3 separate regions of the Sus scrofa genome follow, and regions 2 and 3 are each linked to region 1. A link is a contact called in public Hi-C data. All regions are on one chromosome and are shown on one strand. The core of a region is the stretch at or near the end of the contact, and the rest is flanking DNA. Distances in the headings are between cores, read along the strand shown.

Region 1 (4,979 bases), core at 1,647-4,146:
ATAGTTTCTAGGTCCATCCATACTGCAAAAAATGCCGGTATTTCATTCTTTTTAATGGCTGAGTAATATTCCACTGTGTATATATGTACCACATCTTCTTGATCCACTTCTCTGTCGATGGACATTTAGGTTGTGTCCATGTCTTGGCTATTGTAAATAGTGCTGCAATGAACATTGGAGTACATGTGTCTTTGCGAGTCGTGGTTTTCTCTGGGTAGATGCCCAGGAGTGGGATTGCTGGATCCCATGGTAGTTCTATGTTTAGTTTTCTGAGGAATCTCCATATTGCTTTCCACAGTGGTTGCACCAATTTACAATCCCACCAACAGTGTACGAGGGTTCCTTTTTCTCCACACCCTCTCCAGCACTTATTGTTTGTAGACTTTTGGATGATGGCCATTCTGGCTGGTGGAAGGTGGTACCTCACTGTGGTTTTGATTTGCATTTCTCTAATAATGAGTGATGTTGAACATCTTTTCATGTGTTTCTCGGCCATCTGTATGTCTTTTTTGGAGAACTGTTTAGATCTTCCGCCCATTTTTGGATGGGGTTGTTTGTTTTTTTGGTATGGAGCTGCAGAAGGTGTTTATAAATTTTGGAGATGAATCCCTTGTCCGTCGATTCATTTGCAAAGATTTTCTCCCATTCTGTGGGTTGTCTTTTTGTGTTGTTTAGGGTTTCCTTTGCTGTGCAGAAACTTTGAAGTTTGATTAGATCCCATTTGTTTATTTTTCTTTTTATTGTCAATACTCTGATAGGTGGATCTGAGAAGGAGATTTAAATATTTAAAAAATTATTTTCTGGTAGGTGAACTTTGCATGTGGGAAGAATCCCAAACCGTCTAAAGGAATAAACTGACTCTGCTTTCCACCCGTGGGACCCCTTTCCCCCACTTCTGCTGCTGCCTTCTGTCCTCAGAGGTGACTCTGGGTGCAGCTTCTTCTGTAGAGTTGTAGAGACATTGTATGCATGATGCTATGCCTTCTGTGAATGATTTGTTTAAAATGTAAATGGGACTGTGCCACTTCTTTGCCAAAAACCTTTTGGTGGTTCCCAAGCAAGGTGAGACTAAAGTCCAAATACCACCCCAAGGCACCTGGCCACTCTCCACACTTCCACAGCGCTGCTCTACCCTTACTCTGCTCCAGCCACGCTGGCCTCCCTCTTCTGCCACTCTCAAGATTTGTGCCCCTCATTTTAGCACACTCTTCCAGCCCAAGTGGAATTGCAGGCTGCCTAATGGTCACTTTCCTGACTTCTCATGGTCACCACCCCACTCTCCTGTGTGTTTGTTCTCTTTATACCACTTAACCACAAACTGCGATTACTTTTTTACAATGGACCTGGTTTGTTTTGGTCATCACAGTATACTCGTTGCCCAGCATAGAAGTGGAAACGGTGCTACTAATGGTTTTAAAAGGAGAAAAAGAAAAATTACCATTTTAGGTCATTACTGTACCAAATACCTTTCCTAATATTTTATTTTATTTTGGTCTTTTTTTTTTTTTTTTCTCTCTTTTTAGGGCCGCACCCGCGGAATATGTAAGTTTATAGGCTAGGGGTCTCATCGAAGCTGTAGCCACAGCAACTCAGGATCCGAGCCGCGTCTGCGATCACAGCTCACGGCATCGCCGGATCCTTAACCCCCCGAGCGAGGCCAGGGATCAAACCCCCATTCCTCATGGATGCTAGTCGGGTTCGCTGACCGCTGAGCCATAAGGGGAACTCCCCTAATATTTTCTTTCTTTTTTTTTTTTTTTTTGTCTTTTTGTCTTTTTTGTTGTTGTTGTTGCTATTTCTTGGGCCGCTTCCGCGGCATATGGAGGTTCCCAGGCTAGGGGTTGAATTGGAGCTGTAGCCACCGGCCTACGCCAGAGCCACAGCAACGCGGGATCCGAGCCGCGTCTGCAACCTACACCACAGCTCACGGCAACGCCGGATTCTTAACCCACTGAGCAAGGGCAGGGACCAAACCCGCAACCTCATGGTTCCTAGTCGGATTCGTTAACCACTGCGCCACGACGGGAACTCCCTATTTTCTTAATTCATTTGTTCCTCATAACCGTTTGGGGTTAACTATTACCCACGTTTAAGAAACAGGGAAATTGAAACAAATCTTACACAACTTCTAGTAAGTGAATACGCAGTCGTTAAATTCTTGAGTGAATGAGAGAATCAATGAATGAATGGTTAGTTATTACCCACATTTAAGAAACAGGGAAATTGAAACAAGAAATCTTACACAACTTCTAGTAAGTGAATACACAGTCGTTTAATTCTTGAGTGAATGAGCGAATCAATGAATGGCCCTGAAAGGCGGGTGGCAAGAAGCCGGAGGAGGTGCGGAGGGAGGCGTGTGGAGCCTAAGGCGCGGGGGCCAGTTGGCACGCAGATATCACTGGCAGTGTCTCCCAGGGACCTCTGGCTCCGCCCATACCGCGCGGGGATCGCTGGGAGTTGTGGTCCCTGGCCCACCTAGCCACGTCACAGCCTTCAAGTCCTCGCCTTAGGCCTGGTACGATCCGTATCCCCAAACTTCTACGTAGGTTCCGTTGCCCCCAGGTCTGTTACTCCTTCCTCCCCCTTTTCCTGATGTGTCTTGATATAGTCTCCCGGCTCCGAGGGTCTGGGACTCAGGGTACGGTCTCCCGGTATGTCACCCCCCATCCCGATCTTGGTATCGTCCTCTACGTTCCTCTCGCCCCCCCCGTGACGCTTCGGCATGGTCTTTCCTGCCACGCCCCCGCCGAAGTTGTTTCTTTCACGTCCTCTGGGTCCCTCCCCTTCGGCCCATAGTATCTTCCAATTGTCGAATTCCCCGCCCCCCACACCCTCTCCTTTTCCCGGGGCTCCCCTAGCTCTATTTTGGTACACGCCGGCCACGCCCCCTCGCAGACGCTCTTGGTAGGCGCCGCGCTCCCCCGCTCACCACAGTGGTTTGGCCGCAGCAACCCCTCTCCAGCGGCGCGTCCTCCGCGTTTGGTACAGCCCAGCCCGTCTCCCCCGAAGCCGCGCGCCCTCGCCCCTCAGTCGGTGGAACCCGCAGCCCCCCGTGCGGCCCGTGGCAGCCCCCAGCCCGCTCGGCCCACGCCCGCCATGGTCCGTCCGCGCCGCGCCCCGCACCGCTCCGGCGCTGGGGGCCCCCTCGGGGGTCGCGGCCGACCCCTGCCGCTCCTCACGGTGCGCGCCGCCCGCTCGCGCTCCTGGCCCGCCAGTCCCCGGGGTCCGCAGCCGCCGCGGATCCGGGCTCGCTCGGCCCCTCCCATGGTGAGCCCCCCGCCCTTTTTCCAGAGCTTTCCACGGCCCCGCCCCCGCAGGCCCCTCTCCCCGGCAGGCGTCTTTGTCCGCGACCCACTTCTCTTAGGGGTCTTTCGGGTGGCCCGAAGGCTGGTCCCGCCTGGGGCCGGCTTCCCCCGTGAAACCCCTCAGGTGGTACGCGCCGGTCTCTCCCCTTTGTTTCGCCTTCGGGCCGGGGTGGCGGGGGTGGGGTACGGGGGCGGGGAGCGCTCAGATTACTGCTGACTCCGCGGCCTGATTTAAACGCGGGGTGGGGGGCGGGCAGCGTGCGCGCTTGTTTTTCCAATGGGAAAGTTGTTCGCTCTCCCGGCAGGAAATCTGGAAATGGGGGAGGGGGTTGGGGGACGGCGGCGAGTGGGGGCTTCGCGTCTTGCACTCGCGCGCGCCCAGGTGTTGCCCTCGGGGGCGTTCTCCTCGGGCCCACGCGCCCCTCCACGGCGCCCGTGGCGTGTGCGCCCAGGATTTATTTGCACGCTCGCGCAGATGTGGGATGCCCCTACCGATCGCTGCAAGTCTAGCTTTGCAGGCTTCGACATCTAGCTTCGCAGGTACCCTAAGTTACAGATGCTTCGCCAGCCATGAAACATGCATACACTTCTCAGAAAGCTCTATAAGGTTTTCTGGAGCGGTAAAGCCACATCTCAATGCTTCACGGACTGCCGAACCGTGACACTCTCGCGGGGATGCGCGTTCTATCCTGGCGCTCAAGCTGTCTTAAAACATTCTGCCCCGGCGTTGTGCTTGGCGGGGAGCTGTGGCAGGTCTGCATGAGCCTTAAAAATGTGTCATGGACTTTTATACGTAGCCATCCGGACTCTGAACGTCTGTCTAAATTTAAAAGTAATCCTTCCCTCCGCCGCCTTCCCCCTTTCTTAGCATTTGTGTCTACTGGTTCAGAAGCGCCTCCTGAGTCCTTAAACATGCACCCTGAGGCTTCTATCCTCCCTCCAAGTACTAAATGGGCTTCCTGTGCAGTAAACAACACATCCCAGGTCGGAGAAACAGCCAAATCGTGCCCTCCCCTGCCTAGGTGTGAGTTCTCCTGTGGGATCGCACTTAGGTCTCATCCTTAAACGTGGTCCTGCATCTTGATGCGCTTTCTGCTCTTCCAGGGGAGACCTGAGCTTAGCACCCCTGGTCTTCATATCCCAGATTCAGACGTGGTCAGCGGGGTTTCCCATACGTGTGTCTCTGGAGCTCACACCGACTGGGTCCTTAAGTGCGTCCACCTGGACCCCAAAGGCTCTTGCAGTCGTGTGCCTTGAGTGCATTTTCTCAGACGCTGTGCGCCCTGGCAGTGGTGCCTTCACAGCCAGCGCTGCAGCAGCCATCCTCCATCTCAGACACTTAAGCAGGGAACCTCGCGCCCCCCCCCCCCCCCCGGTTTTCCCCCAGTACCTTCTGCTTTTCTTCTTGATCTCAGACCTTGCTGGAATCCCACCCAGCACCACCTGCCCAGGGGGAGAGCATGCTTGCTTAGGTTTTTTGTTTTGTTTTTATTCTTTAAGGTCTTAAAAGATACATTTTTTTCATGCCTGTCTTTACTCTTTGGACAGAAAACATCTATGTACTTCACAGAAAATTTGGAAAATATCCATTAGTGATAAGATACAAAATAACAACCACTACTTTTTTTTTTTTTGTCTGGAGGTTTATTTACTGTTGAGGTTTTTCTGGGTTTC
Region 2 (4,979 bases), core at 1,236-3,735, 870 kb before region 1:
ACTCCAACTCCGCCGATTCCGGGCCCAGATTCTGGGGCGCAGTCCACTCCCCAATAAATAACTCCAGTGTTCCGGGGTCCCAGTCTGGACTCCTCGAGTGTCCAGACCCTTTGTCCTTACGTCCCGCGTAAAAGTCTACACACAACCTCTCCACTTTCTGGAATTTGGGATCCTAAGTCCCTCACCTCCTAAGGGTTCAGGAGACCCATTCCCTGATCTATGAGGGGACACAGAATCCGGACTCCTCTCTCGGCATCCCCCGAATAGGGGACCCTAGAAATGGGGCGTGCAACCTCAGTCCCACCTTCCCGACCCCCAGTGTAGCACAGCCCCGCCCCCTGGAGTCCAAGCCCCGCCCAACTAGGGCCCCGCCCCGTCCCCGACGTCGCACCTGCGCGGTGGCCGCCGGCGGCCCCGAGGGCAGCCCGGGCGGGGGCGTGCCCCGGCGAGGAGCGAGGGGAAGCCGACCCGCAGGAACCGGGCCCCGGGGAGGGTGCGGGCGTGCGCACGGGCGAGGGCGCTGGCGACGGGCCGCCGGGGGGCGGCGGGCTGGGAGGGAGCCCGTGCTCCAGCAGGAAGGCGTCCAGGTCCACGTACTCCACGTCGCCGAACGGCAGCGTCCGCTCCCACAGTAGCGGCGCCAACAGACCCGGGCCGGGCACAGCCCCCGGGCGTCCCCGCGGGGACCCGCCGCCCACCACCGCCCCAGCTGAGGCATCCGCCGGACCTGCAGGCTCCAGGCCCGGCCCCGGGACCGTGGCCGCCGGCGGGGCCGCTTTGCGCTCCTTTTCCTTCAGGAGACCTTCGGGGCCAGGGAAAGAGCGGGCAGGGTGGGCAGGAAGAGGGAGATGGAAATGAAGAAGAGTCTCCGAGTGGAGAAAGACAGGAGAAACGAGGGGATAGAGAGCCCCACCGCCGAGGTGAAGAGAAAGAGGGGACAGAAGAGAAGTAGAGGAGAGATCAGAGAGGGTGGGCAAGGGCCCAGAGATAGGAGGGGACAGAGGCTCAGAGAGGGAGAGAGACCCAGAGAGAAAAGACAAGAGACGGGGCGACAGACAGAGAGAGGGACAGAGAGCCAGAAAGAGGGGAGGACATGGATGCAAAGAGAGAGATGGGGACAGAGACCCAAGAAGAGATAGGGACATAGAAGGGGGACAGAAGTTCAAAGAGAGGTAGGTGGAGGGTTGGGCAGGTAAGAGAAAAAATGACAGCTCTGTAATTCTTCTGTAATTAGCCCCCTACCCCCCGCGCACTGTACCCCTTTCTCCTCGATCTCCCCCCCCCGTAAGGGTCAGGAAGGGGTTCTATTTCTGGGGCACATTCCTCGTCCCTAGACTCCATGTGACCCCAGGAGGCTCCGCCCAAGCCCGTGTAACTACCGTGTGAGCATCCGACACACCCCCCTCCCTTCTCCCTCGACCCCAAGAGTCCAAGACTCTCGGAACCACAAGAAACAGGGGGCTGGGGCCTAGAGTCTCGAGTCCTCGGGGTGGACGGGCTTGAAAGCCGGTATTTTTGGGTCCTGGGTGCTGAGGGATCTAGGGGCTTAAACACCTAAGTATTGGGGTAGATAAAGGTTGGAAGGGTGGACTCTGGGCACGTAAGAGGTATCTGTGGACCCTCCCAGCACTGGAGTCCCTAAGAGCTGGGGGGGGGGGGGCTAGAACTCACAGCTGGTTGGCTCTTTGGGCTTGCTGGTCCCCTGCAGAAGGCTCCGCAACCCAAGCAGCGCTCCCCCGCCAGGGGGGGCCCCGGCCGGGCCGCCCAGCAGCAGGGGGGCCGGGGTCCTGTCGCTCACGGGCCGCGCCATCGCCCGGCACCTGCCCGCAGGCTCACGGGCTCATAGAGAGGCGAAGAGCTGGCTTGCCAGTCAGCGGCACACTCCTGTGGTTCAGGCGGGTGTCTGCCCAGGGGCGGGCGAAAGTAGCTTGCAAGCCTCCAGTCTCCAGTCTCCAGAACACTGCAAGTCCTAGGAGCGATGGGGATTTGCAGTCCTCGGTGCAGAAATGTGCAACTCAAGAGGGTCCCAGGAGACCATACAGTCTGGGTGAGGGAGTGATCAAATCAGGCGGCCAGCTCTTTGCAACCGAGGGCTCAAGGGGACACAAGGCGCTCCTACAAGGTGGGCGAGCCTGGCTCTTGCAAAATCTGCAGCTCTCTCTAAGGAAGGAGCTTTGCAATCTGCACCAAGAGGTGTGCGCGGAGGGGCGGGGGAGAGGGCAGGAGGAGGCGGCTGCCTTGAGGCGTGGCCAAAGCAAACTTCTTTCGCGGAAAAAAAAAAAAAAAAGCCAAACCAAAACACCCGACGCCACAGCGCGCACCCCTCCTCTTGGCCCCGCCGGACTCTCAGGCCTTGCACCCCAGCCGCGTGCCTCCCTCCCGCTGAAAGCGCAGGCCAATCGCGTCTCGACCCCTCGAGACCCACAGCCAATGGGACTCCTGGATCTGCCGAGGCCTGGAGTGCGCGAGCAAGGGGCTCAGTGAGTGAAGTTACCTTGCCATTTGGAGGGAGGCGGGACCCTGACCTACATTTGCCCAATGGGAGACGGCTCTGGGGGCGGGACCGTGACCCAGTTCAGGCCAATGAGGCAGGCGGGAGGGGGAAGCACATGGCTCTGCGCGTGCTGCCTGACTGGGAGGGTGGGTGAGAGGGTGGGGGGCGCGGGAGAAGAGCCATACAGGAGCCACAAATCCTAATGATTGTTTTGGAAAAAGGAAGCCAAAAACCCGAGTAGTGGGGTTTAGGAAGTGGGAGATTGGTTTCTAGAAGAAGGCTGCTATTCTTTAATATCCAAATGCTTCCCCGCCGCGCCTAGAATCAGACCACTGAGATACAGGAAGTATTCTGTCCCTTTAATAGCTTTGTTTTGGGGGTGACTCCCCTCCCTCTGTGGGGAGGCTTGGGCAAGGCAGGCGCAATCCTCGATGGGGAGTCTCAGCGACCGTGGGGGGCACCATCCACTGTAAGACGAAACCGGTGGGGGGCGTTAGTTTAGGGCCTGATAGGATGCACCGGGTAGGGGGCGTGCAGGGGCGTGCAGGAGGCGGGGTAGCGGTGCTGGGCTGCGCCGGGCCATACCACAGGCAGGCTGCGAAGGGGAAACTGGAATGTACCAGCTTGAGAAGCTAGGGGAAAAGGACAGATTGCGAACTGGCAGTGGGCTGAACCATAGGGAGGCAGCAGGAGGGTGGCACAGGGACGTCCAGTTTCAGCATCAGGCTGAACTACGCGACGGTATTCACGGGGAGGCCTAGGCTATACCATGTTGGGAAGCCAGAGAGGTGGATGTCAGATCACTGGACTGAACCAAGAGGAGGCAGTAGAAGGGGAAGGGGATTGTACCATGTTGTTTTTCAGTGAAGGGGGTGTCAGACTTTGGACCAGCGTAGGGTTGTACCACATGGAAAGAGGGGAAAGGTTTCGGGCGATACCATTTCAGAAAGCCTTAACAAGAGCCACGGTCCAGTAGTTGATCGTACCCCCATGGAAGCAAGGGGGTTCGGGTTATACACCAAGTTGCAAGTCGCAAGCAGTGAGGAGGAAAGACAAATCATGGACCAGCAATGGTCTATGACGGAGAGGTGGGCTGTACCACGTTGACACAAATGGAGAAGGGAGAAAGAGCGAGTGAGAGCTCAGGAGGCTGGATCACACAGAAGCAGCAAAGAAGGGTAGGACTGTATCATATTGAGACACCAAGGGGAGACAGACACATAGGCGGGTTAGACCAAGACGAGGGGGTGCATACTGGATCATACCATGCAGGCGGTAGTTGGGGCCTCGGCAGCGCCTCTCGGGGTGCCTGGGGTCCCTGTTGCCCCTCAAGGCCCTGTGGGCCAAGGGCTGCAGGGGCCGGCCGTTCCCACTGAGGCTCTGGAAGATCTGGGACGGAGGATTCTGGCTCAGGAGTCTCAGGGAGTGCATCTGCCAAGGAGGGCGAGGGAGGGTGGGAACCTGGAAGTGACTAATGAATGGCCCTGCTGGCATCACAGAAAACCCCCCGCTCCTGGGAGCAGGTGGGCGGGGTCTTGCTCAGCCCCACCCCACCCTCCACCAAGGATTGCCAGACCCTCAGTCCCCTCCAGTTCTCTGTCCCCGATGGGAGGTGAAGCGAGGGGACACCCAGGCCAAGGAAGGGGCTGGGGGTGGCAGGGAGGGGGAATGAGCTGACAGGGTCACCTGGAGGGAGGTGATATTGAGGGCCCTGTCAATGAGGATCCAGGTAACAGTCTCCGAGCAGGGTGGGGTGCTGAGAGAGCCCTGATAGGTGATGAAGCCAAAGGATTCGGGGAATAGGAGCTCCAGGCTCAGGTCTTGAAGAAAGTAGGCATCATCTGCAGGAATATGAGGCGGGTGTGAAGAGCGGTGCCCCTGGAGAACGGCCCCTTGTGCACCCCCGCCCGCACCCCCCACCCCCCAGTGCCCAGGGACTTACTCTTGTAGGAGATGCGGGTGATGGTGTCACGGTTAAGGAGGCGGCTGAGGAATGGGTTTGAGTTACCAGCCACCTGTGCGGAGGTAAGAGGTGAAGCGACAGGCACCCAGAATCCCTTCCTCCCCTAGGGACCCCAGCTCCCCTCTTCAGAGACCCCAGGTTCCAGCCCCTCCCTCCCTCCAGAGTCTTGCCTGGGCTCACATTGACAAAGAGACTGAGAATGGCCAGGCCATTGGGGCCCCGGGAGGCGGCACTGAGGTTCCCGTAGAGCTCTTGGTTGAAGTGGATTAGCTGCACCTGGGAGGGGAGCACAGAGAGTGGGGTCCCCCAGCAGAAGGGGAGGAGAGAGCGGGTACAGCTCTGGTCCTTTGGGGTCCCAAGTCTGGTTCAGTATGAGTGCCCGGGGGGTGGGGGGGAATGCTGTGGAGGAGGATGGGGTGAGGCAGGAAGAGGAAGGGGGAGGGGAGAAGAACTGGGTTGACTCAGGGCGAAGGTCGGGGGTCAGAGGTTAGCGGCCACCACCTCAGCAGAGAACCCCTGGTG
Region 3 (4,979 bases), core at 1,817-4,316, 520 kb before region 1:
TGGTGGCAAGGGGGAGTCAGGATGGGACGTGGGCGGTACAGGGGCAGGAGGCTAGCTCTTTGGAGGTTAAGGTCAGTTGGAGTTAAGGCTGCAACAGGACCGAAAGGTTAGGCGAGTTTGACGACAGAGGCCAGGATTTGGGGCTGGGGTTGGGGTGCTCAGATGGTCCCGAGCCATCCTGAAGCCTGGCGGGTCCTTGAGTCTGGGAGAAGTCTCACCTGGCACTGGTCGCAGTGCTCTCCCATGTTCTCCTCGTCACAGTGACAGTTCTCACATTCAGTGCATCGCTGGGGACCAGAGGAGCCTGGTTAATGGAAATGTTTTGGAGCCGCCGGGCAGCCCTCCAACCTGCCCCCTGGACTTGACTTAGTTCTCAACCTCTTGCCTTTTTTTTTTTTTTTTTTTTTGATTTTCTAGGGCCATACCTGCGGCATATGGAGGTTCCATATGGCTAGGGGTCTAATCAGAGCTGTAGCTGCCCGGCCTACGCCACAGCCACAGCCACGACCACAGCCACAGCCACGCGGGATCCTGCGACTTAGACCCCAGCTCACAGCAACGCCAGATCCTTAACCCGCTGAGCGGGGCCAGGGATGGAACCCACAACCTCTCATGGTTCCTTGTCAGATTCATTAACCACTCCGCCACGAAAGGAACTCCCAATCCTCAACCTCTTTACCTCTAACCTTAAGCTCAGTATCTCCACCAGTCTGCTTTCCGCCCCCTCGTTTCCCTATTGCAGGGCGCCACCGCGGCCTCCCATCACTGTGGCCTGGGCCCCCCACCCCCAGTCCTCTCTTTACCTCCTCTCTCCATGCGCTCCTCCCAGCCTGTCAGTCTACAGTCCTCCTGCCCCCACTGCCTCCCTGTACCCTCCTCTCTGTTCCCACAGCCTTGTAGCTCATGCCTCACCCACCCTTTCCTGGACCATTGTCCCAGCTTCCTCCCCAGCATCCTGGCCTCCAGATGTCCCCCACGTAGCCCCAGAAGTGTCGCTGTTCACTCAGAACTGTCCCTGACCCTCCTTTTCTCAAGGCCCTCCCAAGGCACACCAGAGCCCTGGAAGAAATTCTCAGGACAGCTGGGTGGATGGATCTGGGTTGGGGACATACATTGCAGAAGGAGCAGTAGCCACACAGGGATCCTGGCTGGTAGTTTCCGTATTCCTGGGCACCCTGGGGACCTGGGGGGACAAGAAAGAGGGCAGCAGTGACCCGGGCTGACTCTGCTCTTCCCCACCCCCACCTAGTCAGATCACTTACCCACGTCCTCACCACTCTCCTCCTCGCTGGAGGCACCTCCCGCCTCCCTCCCAGCCAGTGGGTTGGGGATGATGGTGACGGGCAGCTCCTCCTCCTCCTCGTCGTCTTCCTCCTGGTGGTCCTGGCTCAGTGGGACCCAAACCTCAGCCCTCTCTTCCCTCCTCTCCTCCTCCTCTTCTTCCTCCTCCTCTTCCTCCTCCTCCTCCTGGCTCAGGCTGAGGCCATGACCTTCCTCCTCGTCTTCCTCATCCTCCCGGTCCAGGCTGCCCTGGTGGGTGCCTTCTCCTTCCTCTTCTGAACCTTCACCATCCTCTTCAGGGGAGCTGTGGTCCTCTTCCTCTTCCTCCTCGGAATCACCCTCCCCTAAATGGCTTCTATCCTTGACCCCCATGTGTTCCCGGGGACGGGAGCTAGTCTCTTCTTTGATGGATCCTCTGTGGCCTTGCTGCCTGTGGCTGGCAGGCTGGTGGCCAAGCTTGGTGGAGATGTCCTCATCTTCCTCCTTGAGGACCCCGGGGTGGTGACGACCAGGGCTCTCTCTCGTATATTCGTCTGGGAAGTCCTCCTCCTCCTCAGTGCTCTTGTGGCCTTGGGCTTGGGGGCTTGCAGCATGGTGGCTGAACTTGACCGTGATCTCCTCCTCTCCTTCCTCCTCCTCATCTCCAAGGCCATGGTGGGTATGTCTGGGAACCTGGTGCCAGTGTTCAGTGGATACGACCTCATCCTCATCTTCCTCATTTCTGTGGCCTGGGTGTCCGTGGCCAGGGACATGATGGTGGTGCGAGTCTGAGACGTCTCCATCCTCTTCCTTCTCGTGGCCTTGATGCCCGTGCGTCTGATATTTGTACTCAGCGGAGTCACCGTCATTGTCGTCATCTTCTTCTTCTTCATGGCCTCGGTGTCTGTGGCTGGGGCCGTGATGGTGACGTCCAGCTGAGACGTCTTCGTCCTCTTCCATCCCGTGGTCTCGGTGCCCGTGGGCCTGGTGTCCATACTCGGTGGAGATGCCGCCTTCCTCCTCCTCTTCCTCCTCCTCTTCTCCATGGCCTCGGCGTACATGCCTGATGATATGATGGTGTCGCTCGCTGGACACAATTTCATCCTCATCCTCGTCTTGGTGGCCGTGGCTCCCATGGCTGGGGAAGTGGTGCCTGGGCTCAGCTGAATCATCCATGTCTTTGCTCCCACGGCCTCTGTGCCCACCCGCCTGCGGAGCATGCGCTGTGGTTCCCTCCTCCTCAGAGATGTTCTCATCTCCCACCTCGTGGCCTTGGTACCTGTGGCCTTGGCGGGGATGGGCTGCTTTGGAGACATCTTCTTCCTCTTCTCCGTGGTCTCCAGAGGCCCAGAAATGATGCCCACTCTCCGTGGAGACATCGCTGTTCTCATCCCCATGGCTTCTATGGCTATGCCCGGAGTGACCGAACTTGCCTGATGCGTCCTCTGTGGGCCCGGGGATGCCTGCGTTGTTGTTCAAGTTGCTGGGGCCCAGCCCAGCCCCTCTCAGCTGCTGGGTCATAGCAGGGGGGAGGAGCAGGCTGGCCACAGCAGCCCAGAGGAGAGACGCCTGCAACCATGGCCCAGGGTGGCCCATGGGGACAGACCAGCAGCAGAGCTTCTCCCTGGGCTGGCTCCCGCTGTGGCTGAGGCTATGTCGATGAATACTGGGGTCCCTGTCCCTTTGGGGTCCTTCTCTTTCTTTCTCCCTGTGTCTTTCCTTTGCTGTGTCTCTCTCTGTCTCTGCCCTCTGGCCCTCACTGCCAGGCTCCAGACACCCCTCTGAGACAATCTCCAGAACCCCCTGACCCCCTCCGCCCCTCCCTCCCGCTCCCCAGCCAATAGGGTCTCTCCCCTCCCCTCTCTGTGGCTAAATTTACTTTCGGCCCGGAGTTATTCTGGGTTAGGCCCGGCCTGCCCCTCCCCTCCGGCTCTTTCTCCTCTCAGCTGGGGAGGGGGTGAGAGAAGGGGTCTCTCTTTGGCCAGGAGAGGGGGCCAAGGGACTTGATTTTGAATGCCGACAAGTTCCGGTTTGGCAGCTGCAAAAATGGTGTCAAATTTTCAGTGGGCCAATTTGGGGGGAGCCCGGGCCATGGGAGGAGGGGAGCGGGAAGGGTGTATTTGAGGGGAGAGACCCCTGCCAAGGAAGGATTGGGGGTTAGATTATGGGGAGTTTCCGGCCAGAACGGGCGACTTTGCTGAGATGGTGGATGCCCACAGGGAAGCCCTGGACAGGGGTGAGAGGAATTGTGCTCCAGCGTGCGTACCCATGACCTCCTGTCCCTGGAACTCAGATCTGGGGGCAGGGGATGGGGCCAGGCCAGGGCTATAAATACAGCAGGGGGTGTGTGTGTGCAGGGGGCTCAGGTTACTCAGGAGGCTGCAGCTGTCCCTGTCCCTGGAGAGCTAGCAGGAGACATGGGGGCCCTGCCTGTGTATCAGTACCTCCCCCTCATCCTATCACTGCTGTCCTCACCCCTCGCTCTTTGGGTTCCCAGCCTTCTCTGTGGGTTCCCTTCTCTCAGTTCTTGTTTCTTCACCCGCTCTCTTGGAGTCCCTGTCCCCCTCCCCAGGATTCTGTCCCCTTCTCACTCTCAGGCTTCTGTCTCTCCCTCTCAGTCTGAGTGTCTCCGCCGCGCCCCCACCCCGCCCCCGCCAACTTCCTTCCAAGCACCCCCCCCTCGCTTTGGGTCGATGTAGCCCCTCGCCAATCTCTGTCCCCCCTTTCTGATTCCCTGTCCCAACCTAAGGCTTCGTGTCCCCATCCCATCCCCTTTTTGTGTGCCCTCTCCCTCATCACTGGCATTTCCTCTCTGAGTCCCTGTCCCCCACCCCGGGTCCCCGGCCCCCTCTCCCCGGGTCTCGCCTGCCGGTCCCTCAGACCCTTTGCCCCGCCTCCCGCTCTGCGCGTCTCCGAGATTCCCCGCCCCCTAGACCTGGCCCCGCCCAGGCTGGGCTGGGACGTAGTGGATCCGGTTTGTCCCGGGCGCGTCTAGAGCCCGGGTTGGTTGAGGGAATGCAGGGAGTCGGATAGTTTGCAGAGGCTGCAGCAGCATGGTGGGTGCGGAGAAGGAGCAGGTACAGCGGCCGGACCCCGGGTCTGAGGGAACAGGGAGCTGGGGGCCGGGACCCCTGGTTCCCGGAGAGGAGGGCGCTGGAGACCCAGATTCTTGGGTCAAAGAAGGGGGCTGCTGGGGCCTCGGACGCCTGGGTCCTTGGGGACAGATGGGGGCTGGGGGGAATCGAGTCTCCTGAGTTTGGGGGAGGCGGGCGCTGGGGTCCTGGACTCCTAGGTCTAGGCTGGGGCGCGGGTGAGTCACTCTGTGTCCCTTAGGACTGAACTGGTTCCCCTTCACCCCTTGTTCTTGTCCCCAGAGCTATATCCCCAAGATCTTCAAGAAGAAGACGTGCACAACTTTCATCGTTGACCCCACAGATCCGGGGTGAGGAGCCCACCCGGGGACCGACCCCAGATGTCCACCCCGCCCACCTCAGACCCCGCCCTTCGGCTCCTCCCCTCCCCCAGTCCTGTCCCCGCAGACACTCCCAAGGGCGTTCCCTGGTGGCTCTCTCCCTCGGGGAGGGCTTCGGTCCTTCTGCAAACACATCCAACTAATCCTTCTCACGCTCAGGGTCCGTGTTAAAGCCCCAGGGCTGGGTTCCGTTTCTTTCCTTCCTCGTGTCTCTCCCGTGTGTCTCCGCCTCCTGGTGTCACTTTCT

The links. Hi-C and Micro-C count contacts between places; a contact is called where the count stands out from the background.
Region 2: a Hi-C map of liver shows a contact between it and region 1, with 6 times the contacts expected there. The contact joins the promoter of DBP here to the promoter of PTOV1 in region 1. A contact is called at or near these places in 1 of 5 promoter capture datasets (liver) and 6 of 47 Hi-C or Micro-C datasets (differentiating spermatogonia, embryonic fibroblasts, heart right ventricle and 2 more).
Region 3: a Hi-C map of subcutaneous adipose tissue shows a contact between it and region 1, with 2.7 times the contacts expected there. The contact joins the promoter of HRC here to the promoter of PTOV1 in region 1. A contact is called at or near these places in 2 of 47 Hi-C or Micro-C datasets (liver and subcutaneous adipose tissue).

What each region holds. Positions count from the first base shown.
Region 1 is chr6:54,862,696-54,867,674 of Sscrofa11.1, forward strand. PTOV1 (prostate tumor-overexpressed gene 1 protein) reads left to right here and starts at 2,897. Exons shown (of 12, transcript XM_003127351.5): 1 at 2,897-3,267. The coding sequence starts at 3,097.
Region 2 is chr6:53,990,559-53,995,537 of Sscrofa11.1, forward strand. It overlaps DBP (D site-binding protein), which reads right to left and starts at 2,486. Exons shown (of 4, transcript XM_003127286.6): 1 at 1,672-2,486; 2 at 392-802. The coding sequence starts at 1,810. CA11 (carbonic anhydrase 11) reads right to left here. Exons shown (of 9, transcript NM_001004038.1): 4 at 4,959-4,979; 5 at 4,632-4,733; 6 at 4,437-4,512; 7 at 4,181-4,335; 8 at 3,760-3,925; 9 at 2,839-2,961. The coding sequence ends at 2,936. It overlaps LOC110261016 (a long non-coding RNA gene), which reads left to right and starts at 3,548. Exons shown (of 3, transcript XR_002344719.1): 1 at 3,548-3,672.
Region 3 is chr6:54,338,572-54,343,550 of Sscrofa11.1, forward strand. HRC (sarcoplasmic reticulum histidine-rich calcium-binding protein) reads right to left here and starts at 3,067. Exons shown (of 6, transcript XM_003127287.5): 1 at 1,263-3,067; 2 at 1,113-1,183; 3 at 219-287. The coding sequence starts at 2,856. TRPM4 (transient receptor potential cation channel subfamily M member 4) reads left to right here and starts at 4,203. Exons shown (of 24, transcript XM_021094712.1): 1 at 4,203-4,337; 2 at 4,635-4,702. The coding sequence starts at 4,314.